Linked DNA regions of Sus scrofa: region 1 is linked to region 2. Evidence: chromatin contacts called from public HiChIP or PLAC-seq data. All regions are on one chromosome and are shown on one strand. The core of a region is the stretch at or near the end of the contact, and the rest is flanking DNA. Distances in the headings are between cores, read along the strand shown.

What was found. HiChIP or PLAC-seq counts read pairs in DNA pulled down with a chosen protein or histone mark.
Region 1: a contact with region 2 is called in an H3K27ac HiChIP or PLAC-seq map of alveolar macrophages. The contact joins the promoter of FLOT2 here to the promoter of TLCD1 in region 2. A contact is called at or near these places in 2 of 5 promoter capture datasets (fetal liver and liver), 3 of 47 Hi-C or Micro-C datasets (embryonic fibroblasts and liver) and 1 of 2 datasets of contacts at active chromatin or transcription factors (alveolar macrophages).

What each region holds. Positions count from the first base shown.
Region 1 is chr12:45,115,811-45,122,595 of Sscrofa11.1, reverse strand. FLOT2 (flotillin-2) reads left to right here and starts at 2,093. Exons shown (of 11, transcript XM_021067496.1): 1 at 2,093-2,291. The coding sequence starts at 2,243. It overlaps DHRS13 (dehydrogenase/reductase SDR family member 13), which reads left to right. Exons shown (of 5, transcript XM_021067495.1): 5 at 801-1,450. The coding sequence ends at 1,252.
Region 2 is chr12:44,957,230-44,964,609 of Sscrofa11.1, reverse strand. TLCD1 (calfacilitin) reads left to right here and starts at 1,587. Exons shown (of 3, transcript XM_013989985.2): 1 at 1,587-1,980; 2 at 2,290-2,545; 3 at 2,919-3,645. The coding sequence starts at 1,787. The coding sequence ends at 3,302. It overlaps NEK8 (serine/threonine-protein kinase Nek8), which reads right to left and starts at 1,515. Exons shown (of 16, transcript XM_021067481.1): 1 at 781-1,515. It overlaps RPL23A (60S ribosomal protein L23a), which reads right to left. Exons shown (of 5, transcript XM_003131772.3): 2 at 6,611-6,794; 3 at 4,736-4,912; 4 at 4,166-4,235; 5 at 3,873-3,936. The coding sequence ends at 3,922.

The DNA of each region.
Region 1 (6,785 bases), core at 844-3,343, 160 kb before region 2:
AGCAAGGCTAGGGATCGAACCCGCAACCTCTTGGTTCCTAGTAGGATTCATTTCCACTGTGCCACAACGAGAACTCCTCTCTCCCGTATTGCATTTCAGACAGTCATTGCATAAGACATATTAATAATTATAATGAGACAATAGTAATTACAGCTAACCTTTACTATACTCCATAGCTCTAATATCCAAAACAGGGGCTGGTCTACAATAGGTGTGAATAAATGTTTGATGTTTAAACAGAGGAACAGGACTTGAGCTAGTAGAAAAGGTGGAGAGAGACAGAATTGTTCCAGGCTAGAGACACAGCATAATCAAAATCTGGAAGATGAGGATTTATAAGGAGTTTGGACGGAGAAGAGGCAGCTTGCTGTTAGAAATGAGTTATGTTGGGAGTTCCTATTGTGGCTTAGCAGTTAAGGAACTCAACTAGAATCCATGAGGATGCAGGTTCGATTCCTGGCCTTGCTCAGTGGGTTAGGGATCCTGCGTTGCCATGAGTTGTGGTGTAGGTTGCAGTTGAGGCGTGGATCTGGCAGTTGCTGTGGCTCCAATTTGACCCCTAGTCTGGGAACTTCCTTATGCCACAGGTGTGGCCCTAAAAAGACAAAAAAAAAAAAAAAAAAAAAAGAAAAAGAAATGAGTTAGCTTGGCTTGTGGGGCCCTGAATGCCTGGTAAATCTTACCCTGGTTCCCCTGGAATTGGACTCTGTTCCCTCCTCCCTTCTAACCCTGTTCTTGCTGCTTTTACCATGAGCCCTTACCCACTCTTCTCCCTCTCCTTCCTTTCTTCCTGTTCCCAGGTCCCGTCAACTCAGAGTTGTTCCTACGCCACGTTCCCAGATGGCTACGCCCACTTTTGTGCCCACTGGCTTGGCTGGTGCTGCGGGCACCACGAGGGGGTGCCCAGACACCTCTGTACTGCGCTCTGCAGGAGGGCATTGAGCCCCTCAGTGGGAGATACTTTGCCAACTGCCATGTGGAAGAGGTGCCCCCAGCCGCCAGAGACGACCGGGCAGCCCATCGGCTGTGGGAGGCCAGCAAAAGGCTGGCAGGGCTTGAGCCAGGGGAAGATGCTGAATCTGATGAAGAGCCCCAGCCTGTGGACCCAGGAGTCCCATCTTCTCTGAGCAGCCCCCACCCTGAGGAGCCCGCAGCTTCTGAACCCTACACCAGCCCTCAGAGTTCACCAGACTTGTCCAAGGTCACACGCCGAATTCCAGTTAAAGCTGAACCAGAGCCCCAAGCCTCCTAACCTCCGGGCTGGGAAGCTTTCTAAGGCTCTGGGTGATCCTTGAAAGCCTTAGCCATGTACCAGGCTATGGTCATGCACTGGACACTGAGGTGGTTGAGATTTTTACCTCCATGGTCACTTTGTGGGGGCTTCAAGGTATATGTCCTGGAGAGCTCTTTTCCTGGTTGAAGGAAATAAAGGGTGATGATTTCTTCCTGAGAGTGACAGTAAGCCCGGGGGGCGGGGAGGGGGGGCGGTTGTGCCAGATGCTGCTCCTCAGGAATTTGAATTTCTTATCTCCAGGCTCTACCCTGAGGAACACTCAGCCCTGGATGATGGAGGCCTGGGCATTTTTAATCTGATGCACCATCAGTATGGAGAATTGTTCAGTTGTGCCCTTTGCGATCACCTAGTTACATTATTCCCACTTTCCAGAGGCGGGACTAGGCAGCCAGAGAGGGAACTCGTTCCGGATCTCCGCTAGAAAGAGCAGGGACTGAGATCGGAGCCCAGGCCCAGGCGGGCTGACTCCAGGGCCCACCCCTGTAAGGTGGGTGCTGGGAGGCGAGGCGGGGCGTGGCAGTTGTTATCCAGGCTCCCCAAGGAACGCCTTCAGGACTGCTTGAGGGCCGAGCCCCCACGATGCCAGCTCTGTGTAATACAACCACTTGAAGAGCTCCCTGATGGCACAGCAGGTTAAGGATCCTGCGTTGTCACTGCTGCGACCCGGGTTCGATCTCTGGCCTGGGAACTTCCACAGGCCGGGCAGGCTGGGCCAAATACTTTGAAAATTAAAATCGAGCGTGTTGACAGCCTGGCTCGGGCCGCCTCCCTCCACACGCCGGCCCCGCCCTCCGCCGCCACACTTCCGGCGAGGCTGCGGCCGCGGAGGGGCGCCGGCGGGCGGCCGCTGGGGGTGGCGGGATAGGCTGGGCGCGGCCGGCGGTGCGGGCCCGCTGCTGCTGTCCAGGTCTCGGCGGCCCCCCGAGGGCCCTCCGTCCCTCCGGCGCCATGGGCAATTGCCACACGGTGGGGCCCAACGAGGCGCTGGTGGTTTCAGGTGAGGGGGCGGCGGGGGAGGGGGGCCGGAGACGTTTGGGGCGGGGGGCCGTGCCCGGGAGGGCGGGGACCGGGCTGGGCAGCGGACGGGGAGGGGCTCCGCGGGTGGGGGGCAGCGCGGGAGGTGGGGCCTGAGTCCGCGGCTTCCCGGGCCGCACCTGAGACCCTTTCAGGAGGGACCCCTGTGCTCCACCTTCCTGCCCCGCGTTCTCGGGCACTCGCCGGGCTCTCCCCCCGCCTTCCCCCGCTGCGTGTTTGCCGGTGTTTATTCCCTCCTTCCTTCGTCTCCTCCCCTAGCAGGGTCGCCCCTGTGGCCTAGGGGGTCCTGAACTGAAGCCTTGGGGTTCCGGGAACACAGTTTGGCTGGATGCCAGCGCCCGGGACTAGGGTGGGTCACGCAGCCTTGGAAGGCAGGTGCCCATCTGGGCACAGACCCGTTAATTCCCAGCAGGCTGGGGCGTGCTGGTTTATTGGCACTGCCCGCCTGGGAAACGCGGGTGCGGCCTCTACAGGTTGCGAAACCGGGCTCTGGGCTGTGTCGCTCAGGTTGCAAAATGCTGCAGGCTCCAGAATTTCTGTGAGCTTAGGTGGGGCCGGGGGACTGCAGTATTGGGGAGATGAGAGGGATCTTGTCCTAAGGCTGCTGTGTATGTTGTATATTTGGGAATTTGAGGAAGAGGCTGGAGCCTTTCAAGCCATCAATTTGTGCAGCCCAAGCTCACAGGTGCTGGGGAGAGGGCCTGTTTCCTGACAGCTTGGAGGCCTGTAGCTGCAGGAATCCCTCCTGTCTTTACTTCCCACTGTCAGTGTGGATTCTCCGCCTGTGCACAGAGTCGTTAGGGCTGGCTCTAGAATTGAGCAGAAGAGGGTGTGCTGGGCCAGGGCAGGAAGCTGTCCACCTTTGAGAGGTGTGATGAATCCATTGGAAACTTTCACCCCAGAACATGGCCTCTGGCTCAGTGTGGATCTCAAAATTGATTTCCCTGGGACAGGAAATCCCCACTCTCCCTCACTAAGACCTTACCCCTGTGGGGGAATTTAAGATTCTTTACCTCCCTGAAAACCAGAGCTAGCCGTAAGGTCACTAGGGAGACCCCCAGAGAGCACTGAGGCCAAACCTACACCTCTGTAAGACCTGGGCCAGGGGTTCCCGCCTGCCTTGGTGCAATGGGTCAAGAATGCCACCCAAGTCGCTGTGGAGGCACAGGTTAGAGCCCCATCCAGGCACAGTGGGTTTAAGGATCCAGCATTGCTGCAGCTGTGGCATAGGTCGCAGCTGTGACTTGGATTCAATCCCTGGCCAGAGAACTTCCATATGCCTTGGGTACAGCCATAAAAACAAAAACAAAAGACCTGGGCCAGTCTCCCAGCCCCCACCCCTAGAGAAGCTTGTAGAAACCCCAATCTGAGCCACACTGCACTTGGTTTTGCTTGTGGAGTTTCTTTCTAGAAGCCCAGACTCTGGGCCAAGGAGACAAAATCTCCGCTCTCGTCCTTGTAGAGACCCTTGAGACTGGAGGCAGGAGGAAACCCTGCACTGTGCCTTCCAGTTGCCAGGAACCTGGTCCCCTGGCCAGTGGCCAAAGCAGGGCTGGCTTAGAAGCTGTTTTAATGGTGTGGAGAGGAGGCGTGCTGAGAATTAAGAGTGCTGGAGTCAAGGGAGGGTGGAAGAGAAGAGAGAGAGATAATGCCCGGCATAATAGAACCTTGGGATTTGACATAATCATGCTAAGATGCAGCTCCCTTGTACTCGTGGCCTCCCTGCCCTGCCCCCACCTGGTTACCTGAGCCTGCCTCTAAGTCCAGGGGTATCTCACACAGCCCACTTTCAGAAGGAGGATGCTGATACAGTTCACCATTATCTTTTTCACTTGAAAAGTCTGGAGGTTTGGGAGTTCCCATCGTGGTGCAGTGGTTAACGAATCCAACTAGGAACCATGAGGTTGTGGGTTCGATCCCTGACCTCACTCAGTGGGTTAAGGGTCTGGCGTTGCCGTGAGCTGTGGTGTAGGTCACAGGCGCAGTTTGGATCCCGTGTTGCTCTGGCTCTGGTGTAGGCCGGTGGCTACCCCTAGCCTGGGAACCTCCATATGCCAAGCGCACAGCCCAAGAAATGGCAAAAAGGCAAAAAAAAAAAAAAAAGGTTCTTCTTGTCTAACTTCCCTCCTTAATTATGTAATACAAAACCTTTTCCTCTGTTTCTACTCTTGGGAATTTAAAAGGAGAATCTAAATACCATACACCTTTCTCTCATCTCCACAGTAGATCAGAAGTTCTTAACCTGGGGTTTGTAGAAAGAATTTAGAGATCTTTGGATTGGGGGGAGTACATTTTTATTGACACTAACTTTAACGGAAATTTAGTGTTTCTTATGATTATTAATGTCAACAACAATCCTCGGTAGTATTAGCAAATATTTTCCTACTGTACTGCCTTTGTTGCTTTGTTGTAGTTACCTTAAAAATCATTTTCGAGGAGTTCTTGTTGTGGTGCAGTGGAAACGAGTCTGACTAGTAATCATGAGGATGCAGGTTCAATCCCTGACCTTGCTCAGTGGGTTAAGGATCCTGTGTTGCTGTGGCTCTGGTGTAGGCCAGCAGCTGTAGCTCCAATTTGACCCCTAGCCTGGGAACCTCCATATGCTGCAGGTGTGGCCCTAAAAAGCAAAAAAAAAAAAAAAATCAGATCTTATGGCTCAGTGTTAACACTGACTACAGCATGAGATCAGTTCAATCCTGCTCTGTCAGTGTAAGATCAGCGTTGCTGTAGCTATGGTAGTCACAGATCGGTTCGGATCTCAGGTGCTGTGCGTAGCTGGTGCTACAGCTTGATTGGACCCTAGCCTGAACTCATATGCTATGGTCAGCTTAAAAAAAAAAAAAAAAAAAAAAAAAAGTATGAGAATTCCTGTTGTGGCTCAGCGAGTTAAGAATCTGACCAGTATCCATGAGTATTTAGGTTCGATCCCTGACCTCCTTACTCAGTGGGTTAAGGATCTAGTGTTGCCACAAGCTGTGGCATAGGTCACAGATTCGGCTTAGATCTTGTGTTGCTGTGGTTGTGGTGTAGGCTGGCAGCTGCTACCACTCAAGTTCAGCTCCTAGCCTGGGTACTTCCATATGCTGTAGGTGAAGCCCTAATAAGAAAAAAAAAAAAATCAGTTATGTTAGGAGTTCCCTTATAGCATAGTGGTTTAAGGATCCAACATTGTCACTGGTCACTGCTGTGGCATGGGCTCAACCCCTGGCCCAGGAACAGCCACATGCTGCAGGCATGGCCAAAAAAGAAATTATTTATGTTTATCACTGCTTTGAAATCAAGTCAGTTATTAAATCTACCACTAGATCTTATTTAATGTATTACTCTGGAGTTCCTGTCGTGGCACAGTGGTTAACGAATCCGACTAGGAACCATAAGGTTGCGGGTTCGATCCCTGCCCTTGCTCAGTGGGTTAAGGATGCGGCGTTGCCATGAGCTGTGGTGTAGGTTGCAGACGCAGCCCAGATCCCACGTTGCTGTGGCTCTGGCATAGGCTGTTGGCTACAGCTCCTATTAGACCCTTAGCCTGGGAACCTCCATATGCTGTGGGAGCGGCTCAAGAAAAGGCAAAAAGACAAAAAAAAAAAAAAAAAAAAAAAAAAAGTATTACCCTCTCACACATAATACTATGTACTACATACGGCACATATTACTATGTCACATACATTTGGTTGTTTTAACATTGTGATAAGTTTCAATATAATTTGTATCTCATGTATTTTATGCATTTATGAACAGTCAGGCATTGCCAGACTACTAAGGGTGTTTTTGGCTCAAAAAACGCAAGATCCGGAATTCCCATGGTGGCTCAGTGTGTTAAGAACCTGGCTAATGTCCATGAGAATTCAGGTTCCATCCCCGGCCTTGCTCAGTGGGTTAAGGATCTGATGTTGCCACAAAGTGTGGCAGAGATCACAGACTCGGCTCGGATCTGGCTTTGCTGTGGCTGTGGTGTAGGCTGGCAGCTGCAGTTCTGATTCAACCCCTAGCCCAGAGTTCCATATGCCATGGGTGTGGCCTTAAAGAAAAAAAAGGCAAAATCCCACTTGTAGGAGAGGATATAGACGGTCTCCTTGACCAGTAGGAAGAAAAGGGCGGAAGAGGGAGAGGAAGGCGGGAGTGATCCTGAGAGGGCAGACTGGCGCCTGGGTCTGAGGCCGGTTAAGAGAGGGGCAGAGGTTACCATGGGATAGTTTGTGATTTTTCAGCTTGGTCGAGGGCAGAGCCAAGTTGGATTAGAAAAAATGAGATAAAATTAGGAAGAACTTCCAGATCTTGAGACACCGAGGCCTTGGGAGGTCAAGGAAGGGCCACCCAAGCGTCCTCTTTTGGAGGTGGTGCTCAGGCGCGTGTGCCCGGGAAGCCGGAGGAAGATGCCTTCCAGAGGAGGAGACTGCGGGGGGCGGGGCAGCCTGGCAGTCGCAGCTTCCTGTTGTTGCCACCCCCTGGGAACCTG
Region 2 (7,380 bases), core at 338-2,837:
CACTGCTGTCAAGACTGAGCCCTGCGCTTGTCAACACCAACTCCCCAACGCACACACACAGCGCTGCCGCTGCCGCAGGGAAATCTGCCTTCAATACTCAACTAGGGAGAACTTCCTTGGGGGAAAATGGGAGGGAACGGGACTACCACCTGAAGGCATCCAGGCGGGAGAGGAGGAAAGAATCATTCGCCTGATATGGGTTCAAATCTTCTGCCCAGAGGTGGGGGGCTGGTTAGTAGTACAATAGTCTAAGATCTTGGCCGGAAGTGAGTTTAATTCCAGGTGTCTACCCACCGCCTTCTGCCCTTCATGACCTCTATAAAATCTCAGTTAAGGTAGCAGGAAGGACGATGATTAGCTAAGGGATAGCGTCCCTATTTCTGAGTGGGTGAGGAACGTGAGGAAAGGGGTGTTTATCTTCTGTTCCCACCCTGGCCCTTGAAAGGGTACCCAAAACTACCCACGTGGAATGACCACTGGAAAGGCCCCATGAGGGCCTGTTGGTAGCTGGCTCAGGCCAGGGTGTCCGGCGGACAAAGCTGCCCTGTGAGCAGAGGAGGGCAAGGGGGAAAGCCACTCAGCTGGGACACTCCGTGTTCTCACCTAGAAACTGATCAGGCCTTGGTTGACCCGGAGCCCCAGAGAGGTTAATGTGTAACCTTGGAGCCATCAGGGGAGGCAGAGCAAACACCCAAACCTCTTGGCGCCTCAGGCTTCTGGTTTTCCCTCACTCTCAGAGCAGCCCCCCACCCCCGCTCCAACTACTCCCTTCTCTTTTACCTCCGCCCTTTCGTTCGCTGAGTCTGGTTAACTCTTGGGCAAAAACACCACCTCCTTCCTTGTACGCCGGGAGGGGATCCCACGCCGCGTGAGGACAGGCTGTCACCTAGCGGTCGTGAGTTGCAACTGCTCCAGGCCACTGGCCGGCAAAGTGAGGGTCACCCTGGTGGCCTGGGCACATCGGCCGTCTTCCCCGCTCCGGCCTCCAGGAAGCGGGGAGAAGAGAGCTGGGACTGTCTGAGGGAGGACTGTGACTGCCGCGCGGCCCCAGGAGCCCAAGAGCCGGCTGGGAGGAGGGGTGGTGATAGGTTAGTCGACAGATTCTAGGCAGTGACTTGGGCGGGATGAGGTAGAGGCAGGTAAACGTGTTCGACTCTGGCCTGAAGATGCTAGCGGAAAAATACGGTCTGAGAGATCATCGTCGGATACGGGGCACCGGCTGGTCCCCAGGTTTAGGGATTTAAAAGACGTGGGTGCGTGACGGGTCCCGCCCAGCTTTGCGGGTAAAGGAGGTAAGGGAGGAGAGAGTTCTCTCAGGGCCCGCCCAGGCAGGGGAGCTGGGACGCCAGGGGATTTGGGTTAACCAGGCCAGGCGAGCGAAGCGGGACTCCGTCGGCAGTCGGGAGGCGCCAGCGAGGGGTGGCTTGGCGGTGGCGGCCCCAGGACAGCCTCTTTTGCCCAAAGTCCGCGGGAGCCTGGCGGGGCCTGGGGGGCCTGAGGGGAAATGGGGCTCTCGCCCTCCGCGCTGCGGAGGCGCCGGAGGGGCGGGGACAGGAGGGCGGGGCGGGGCGGGGGCGCGGGTGGTTGGGGGCGGGGGCAGAGGCCGGACGGGAAGGGACGGGAGGAGCGAAGGGGGCCTACAGGGCTCCGCGGAGACAGTGTGTGTGAGGCTGGCGGCCGCCAGGAAAGGCGTCGGGGGTGGACCAGCCCAAAAGAAAGTCCCTTTCCCGAACTGCCGGAGGAGGCGGCCTAGAGGGCGAACAGACAGAAGGCAGGGAGGGTCAGCATGCCCCCAATGCTGCTCCCCGCCCTGCCGCTGCTCCTGGGCGCCACGCTGACCTTCCGGGCGCTCCGGCACGCGCTCTGTCGCCTGGCCCTACCGGCGCACGTGCGCGCCGACCCCCTGCGCACCTGGCGCTGGCACAACCTGCTCGTCTCCTTCGCCCATTCCATTGTGTCAGGGACCTGGGCGCTGCTGTGGTGAGTGAAGGACTGGGGGAGTGAAGGCGGCTAGGGGATCCCGCATTACTCTTCCCATCACTCATTGGCGGGCTGAGGCCCAGGCAGTCTCACCTGATTCCCGGTTTAGAATGCTGTCCAACCAGGAGCGGCTGCAGCCCCAGGGGAGGGGGGTTCTCACCTGGGAAACGGCGAACACCTGGGTTTCAGCCAAGCCCCTCCTCGCTCCCGGTCAGCCAATAGCACCAGCCCAGACTCCCCGGGCACTGGCATGGTTGTGGGTCCTTGGGGATACCGAGTGAAGCGCCTGCCTTCTTCCCTCCCATCCAGTATATGGCAGACCCCGGAGATGCTGGTAGAGATTGAAACAGCATGGTCGCTTTCTGGCTATCTGCTCGTTTGTTTCTCTGCAGGTAGGTCTTGCTTCGTATTAAGTAGTTGGGAGGGACAGGAATGTTTCTTGCTCAGTCCCGTTTATGACCTCTTCCCCATCCCTCGGCTAGGGTATTTCATCCACGACACGGTGGATATCGTGGTTAGTCATCAATCACGGGCTTCTTGGGAATACCTTGTCCATCACGTCATGGTAAGTGAGCAGGGGATGTGGAATAGGCCTGGTGCTAGCAACCTAATCTAAGCCTTTTTGAATCTGGGAGATAACCCCACCCAGGGGCCTATGGTCTAATGCTAGAATGCTGAGGGTTGGTAGTCTCTGTACCCTTGCTTCACTACTTGAGGCCAGCAATCGTGGCCTCATTTTCTTTGCCTGAAAACTCCACCCATAGCAAGAACTTGTGGATAGGGTTCAAAATGTAATTGTATTGAATACACTGTGTTTCCAAAAGATGCAAACGGGAGGATTTCCTAGCCCCCAATCTTGTAGCCTTCATATTCCCACCAACTTCCAGAAAAGCTTTGGCATCTGAGTTCCCTAACCCATTCTCTCCCTTGCCTTGTAGGCCATGGGTGCCTTCTTTTCAGGCATCTTTTGGAGCAGATTTGTTGGTGGCGGTGTCCTAACCCTGCTGGTGGAGGTCAGCAACATCTTCCTCACGATACGCATGATGATGAAAATCAGTAACGCCCAAGATCTCCTCCTCTATCGGGTCAACAAATACATCAACTTGGTCATGTATCTTCTCTTCCGCCTAGCCCCTCAGGCCTACCTCACCTATCTCTTCCTGGGTTATGCTGGCCAAAGGACCCTGGGAACCTTCCTGCTGAGCATCCTGCTCATGCTGGATGTCATGATCCTCATCTATTTTTCCCGCCTCCTCCGCTCTGACTTCTGCCCTGAGCAGATACCCAGGCAGAAACACAAGGACAAGTTCTTGACCGAGTGAAAAGCACAGACCCAGGGACTTGTGACAAAAAACAGCCTCACATATAAACTGAGACTTCAGCCCTCACCTGAGGCGTCCTCTGGGGCCATGCTCTCCACCTTTCACATCTGCACCTACTATTGAAAACCCTAATGAAAGTACTCTTCTGAAGTCCTTGTCCTTTCTTGGGCAAGGGATGAGGGAAGCAGACAGACCGGTTGGACAGAGTAGATGGGTGTGGGGACAAGGTGCTACGGGAAAGCCAGCAGCCAACTCGCACTGCCCTAAAATGGGTGCTAATGAAAACTGAGTATTGGTTTTATACAAAGCCTCTTCCAGAGATAAAGGAAAAGGTTCTTGTAAAGCTTCTTGCTTGGTCTCTTACCTCTGTGATGGAGGCAAGCTGTAGTTGTCCTAAAAACACCAACCCCAGTCTGGTCACTGACATAAGTATGGTGAGGTGACAGTGCCAAGTGTCCCAACAGGGTTAGGTAACTGAGACCAAGAGTCTTGCCCAAGCCCTCTTACTCAGGTGTGTATATACCACAGTAAGGCCTCCCAACCAGAAATCAACATACAGACAAAAAAGCATGCATTTAGTGATGACTTTTATATTTAGAATTAGCCAGCTGGACTCAGTTTAGATGATCCCAATCTGAAAAACAAAAGGGAGCTTTGTTACTGGGAGCTGAAATGTGAAGATTAAAGTGGGAATGTCATAGTTAAAATGCAAAATGAGGGCACAAGATAAGGGGTAAGACAGGGGTGCAGTCAGTCAGTTGAGACTAATCACCGAAGTTTGATTCAGGCTTTGGTCGCTTAGAGATACATCATTTGCACCCAGGAAGGGGGGTGTTAAGGAGTTTGTAGTAAAGGAAGCTTACTTTGTTAGCAACATCCAAAGCATCATAGTCAGGAGCTAGTCGAACATATGCCTTCTTCTCTCCATCAGGCCTAGGGTGGAGAAGGAAGCCTTAGTCCTTGCTGCCCTCCCTGCCCCTATACACTCTCTTCCTCCCCAGTCTTCTGGCACATCAGTGGTTCCTTTGTTCATGTCATTCCCCCCCCACACACACACAGCAGTTTTTCCATCATTTGCACAGAGGGGATCAGTGACCCCACTAAGCCACAAAAGGAGCCAGTTTCATTTTATGGGAAACACCGCAGGTGTTCTGATGTTAACTGTATGTTACTCTCGGGCCTGCTTCTGTCTAAAGACAGGGATCAAGAAAATGAGCACCATCCCCCCAAGCCCTAGAGGCAGGACAGTTCGAAATCCATACTCCATACAAGGGACTGTAAATGTAGCAGGGACTGCCCACTTCTCAAGGCTTACACACTGGAAAGCCTACTTCTGACCCCAAAAGCAGCATCAAAGAATTTCATTCCATTCAGGTTTTCTGGTTTCCGACAGAGGTGCTGGCCTCCTCCCCACCCCGTGGGACCTCCCTCACCTGATCAAAGTGTTGACCTTAGCCACATCAATGTCATAGAGCTTCTTCACAGCCTGTTTAATCTGGTGCTTGTTGGCCTTGACATCCACAATGAACACAAGTGTGTTGTTGTCTTCTATTTTCTTCATGGCTGACTCAGTGGTGAGGGGGAACTTGATGATGGCATAGTGGTCAAGCCTGGGAGAGGCAAAAAGGGGTCACCTGGCTTGGGCCCAGTAAAAGAAAAGGTGGGCCCTCTTCTGGAGCCCAAGTGCATCAGACAACGAGGCAGCAATCATTTCTGTCAGACTTTGGTCGCTTAACGGTGTCATCATGTGCACCCCAAAGCCTGGGGACCTGAAGGCTCAGCATGGGGCAGAACCCTGGTGCTCTTTCCTATGAAGGGCTTTCATCCTTTAAGTGATTAAACACTGATCTGAGTTCCAGACGTCTTCATTCTTTATCTGACCTCAACATTTCTGAAGGGCAAATTTCTAGAAGAAACCCAAGACTTAAGAGGTTAGATAACCCCAAAATACACATATCACAGAATCTTGAAACCCAGGCTAGGATTCCAAAGAATGTTAATGCTTCACCATGATGCAGAATCAATTATTTTGCCCCTTCCGAGGGCTTGCAGGCCATGGATTCCTTCTTTTTATGGCCACGCCCGCAGCACATGGAGGTTCCCAGGCCAGGGTTCAAACCTGTACCCCAGCAGTGACCTGAGCCGCTGCATTAGGGTCCTTAAACCAACCACTGCACCTCAGCAGGAAATCCCAGGCCATCAATTCTAAAAGCTTTTTATTTACAGCTAGCTCACGTTAAAGATTCAGCAGCTTGAACGCACCCAACACATCTTTCCACCTGAAACTTAAAGAGAAGCAAGGCTCTATTTGCCTGGATACATCGTCCTGTTTTGAAGCTAAAGGTAAGATCTCAACATCTCATCTTGCTAAATCTAGGTTCAAGTGGAGGTAAAAAGCCTTATCAAGTCCTTTTCTCCAAGAGCATACTATTTTTCTTTGAAAGCAGTGGGTCCTCACTGGTGGTTAACTACTACCATGGCTCTACTCTAAACTGTGCTCCTTAAGGCCAGTCATTACTAGCAGTGTGACACCAAAACTATCAAGCACCCTAACCTTTTGCCCACTCTGCCAGACCATTCCTTGAGTGTAAAGAAGTGAGTGAAAAAAGCTGCTACAGGCCTTCACAGTGGAGACAAATGAATCTCATCAATCTAGAATAACCCAGGAGTTCCCGTCGTGGCACAGTGGTTAACGAATCCGACTAGGAACCATGAGTTTTCGGGTTTGGTCCCTGCCCTTGCTCAGCGGGTTAAGGATCCGGCGTTGCCGTGAGCTGTGATGTAGGTTGCAGACGCAGCTCGGATCCCCCGTTGCTGTGGCTCTGGCGTAGGCCGATGGCTACAGCTCCGATTGGACCCCTAGCCTGGGAACCTCCATATGCCTCCGGAGCGGTCCAAGAAAAAAGACAAAAAAAAAAAAAAAAAAAAAAAAAGAACCCCACACCCTCAACTTCAAGGACTATTCCCTACAGCAGTAGGTGCAATGAAGAACAACCTAAACCTGGAACCCCAGAACAAAGAACATTTAAGCCCCACTTTTACACTCACAAGAAAGTAGACCACGCAGGAAGCAATTATTAACCTAAAAATTACCTAACCTTGACACTGACTCTGGGTTTAAAACAACAATTCCTGCCAATATTCCCAAAACACCTTTTGTTCTTAAATCATCTCCTCCCACACCCATTACAGAAACCCACTAAATTACCAACATGATTCTGAGAAGCCATGCTCTAGGTTTGGTAAATATCCAAACTACCAACAGAGAACACCCATACATCTTTTCATAAGTACCGGGGAGTACTGACTTGTTTCTCCTAGGGGCACTCTTCCGAGGATATTTGGGCTGCCTTCTGAGTCGCAGTGTTTTGGGCCGTCGGAAGGTGGGTGACGTCCGGATCTTCTTTTTTTTGTGACTGTGGACGCCTTTCAACACTGCTTTCTTGGCCTTCAAAGCCTTTGCCTTGGCTTCGGCTTTGGGAGGGGCAGGGGCTGAGAGAAATAAAGAAAATGAAGAGTGCAAGAGATACAGAAATCGATCGCTTCCGGCCTCAAGACCAGTAGTGGGCGCCCCAGGCTACACGTGCATCAGTGGTTCCTTTGAAGACATCACAAGCCTCAGGAAGTTCAAGTTTTTCCATCATATGCACGACACTAGGGCGAACTTGGGTTACGATGAAAAAAATTTACTAGCAATGATCGAACGCTTGCTAACTGCCAGAACCTGAACTAATAGTTTTATATATACCACCGCACAGCCATCTTGGGAAGGTATACAGCTCCATTTAACATGGGGGTTAAAAAGGAAAAACAAGTTCAGGGTACAGACTCTCTACAGGCCTGGAGACATGGAGCTCCCCAGGGCCGACTGTCTGGCTGTCCTGGGCAGGTGGTGCCGGCCAGGCTTGCCTCCCCTAACCCCTTCACCGAACCCAGCCCATGCGGCTGGGCCCACGCGCTCCTCAGCATTGCCGAAACGTGAGGAGCCGCTCCGGAGCAGACACCCAAAGGCTTGGCCCTGCCACCGTCCTCCCAGTCGGCCCAGTCGGTTCACTCTGCTTACGGGGATCCCAGGACA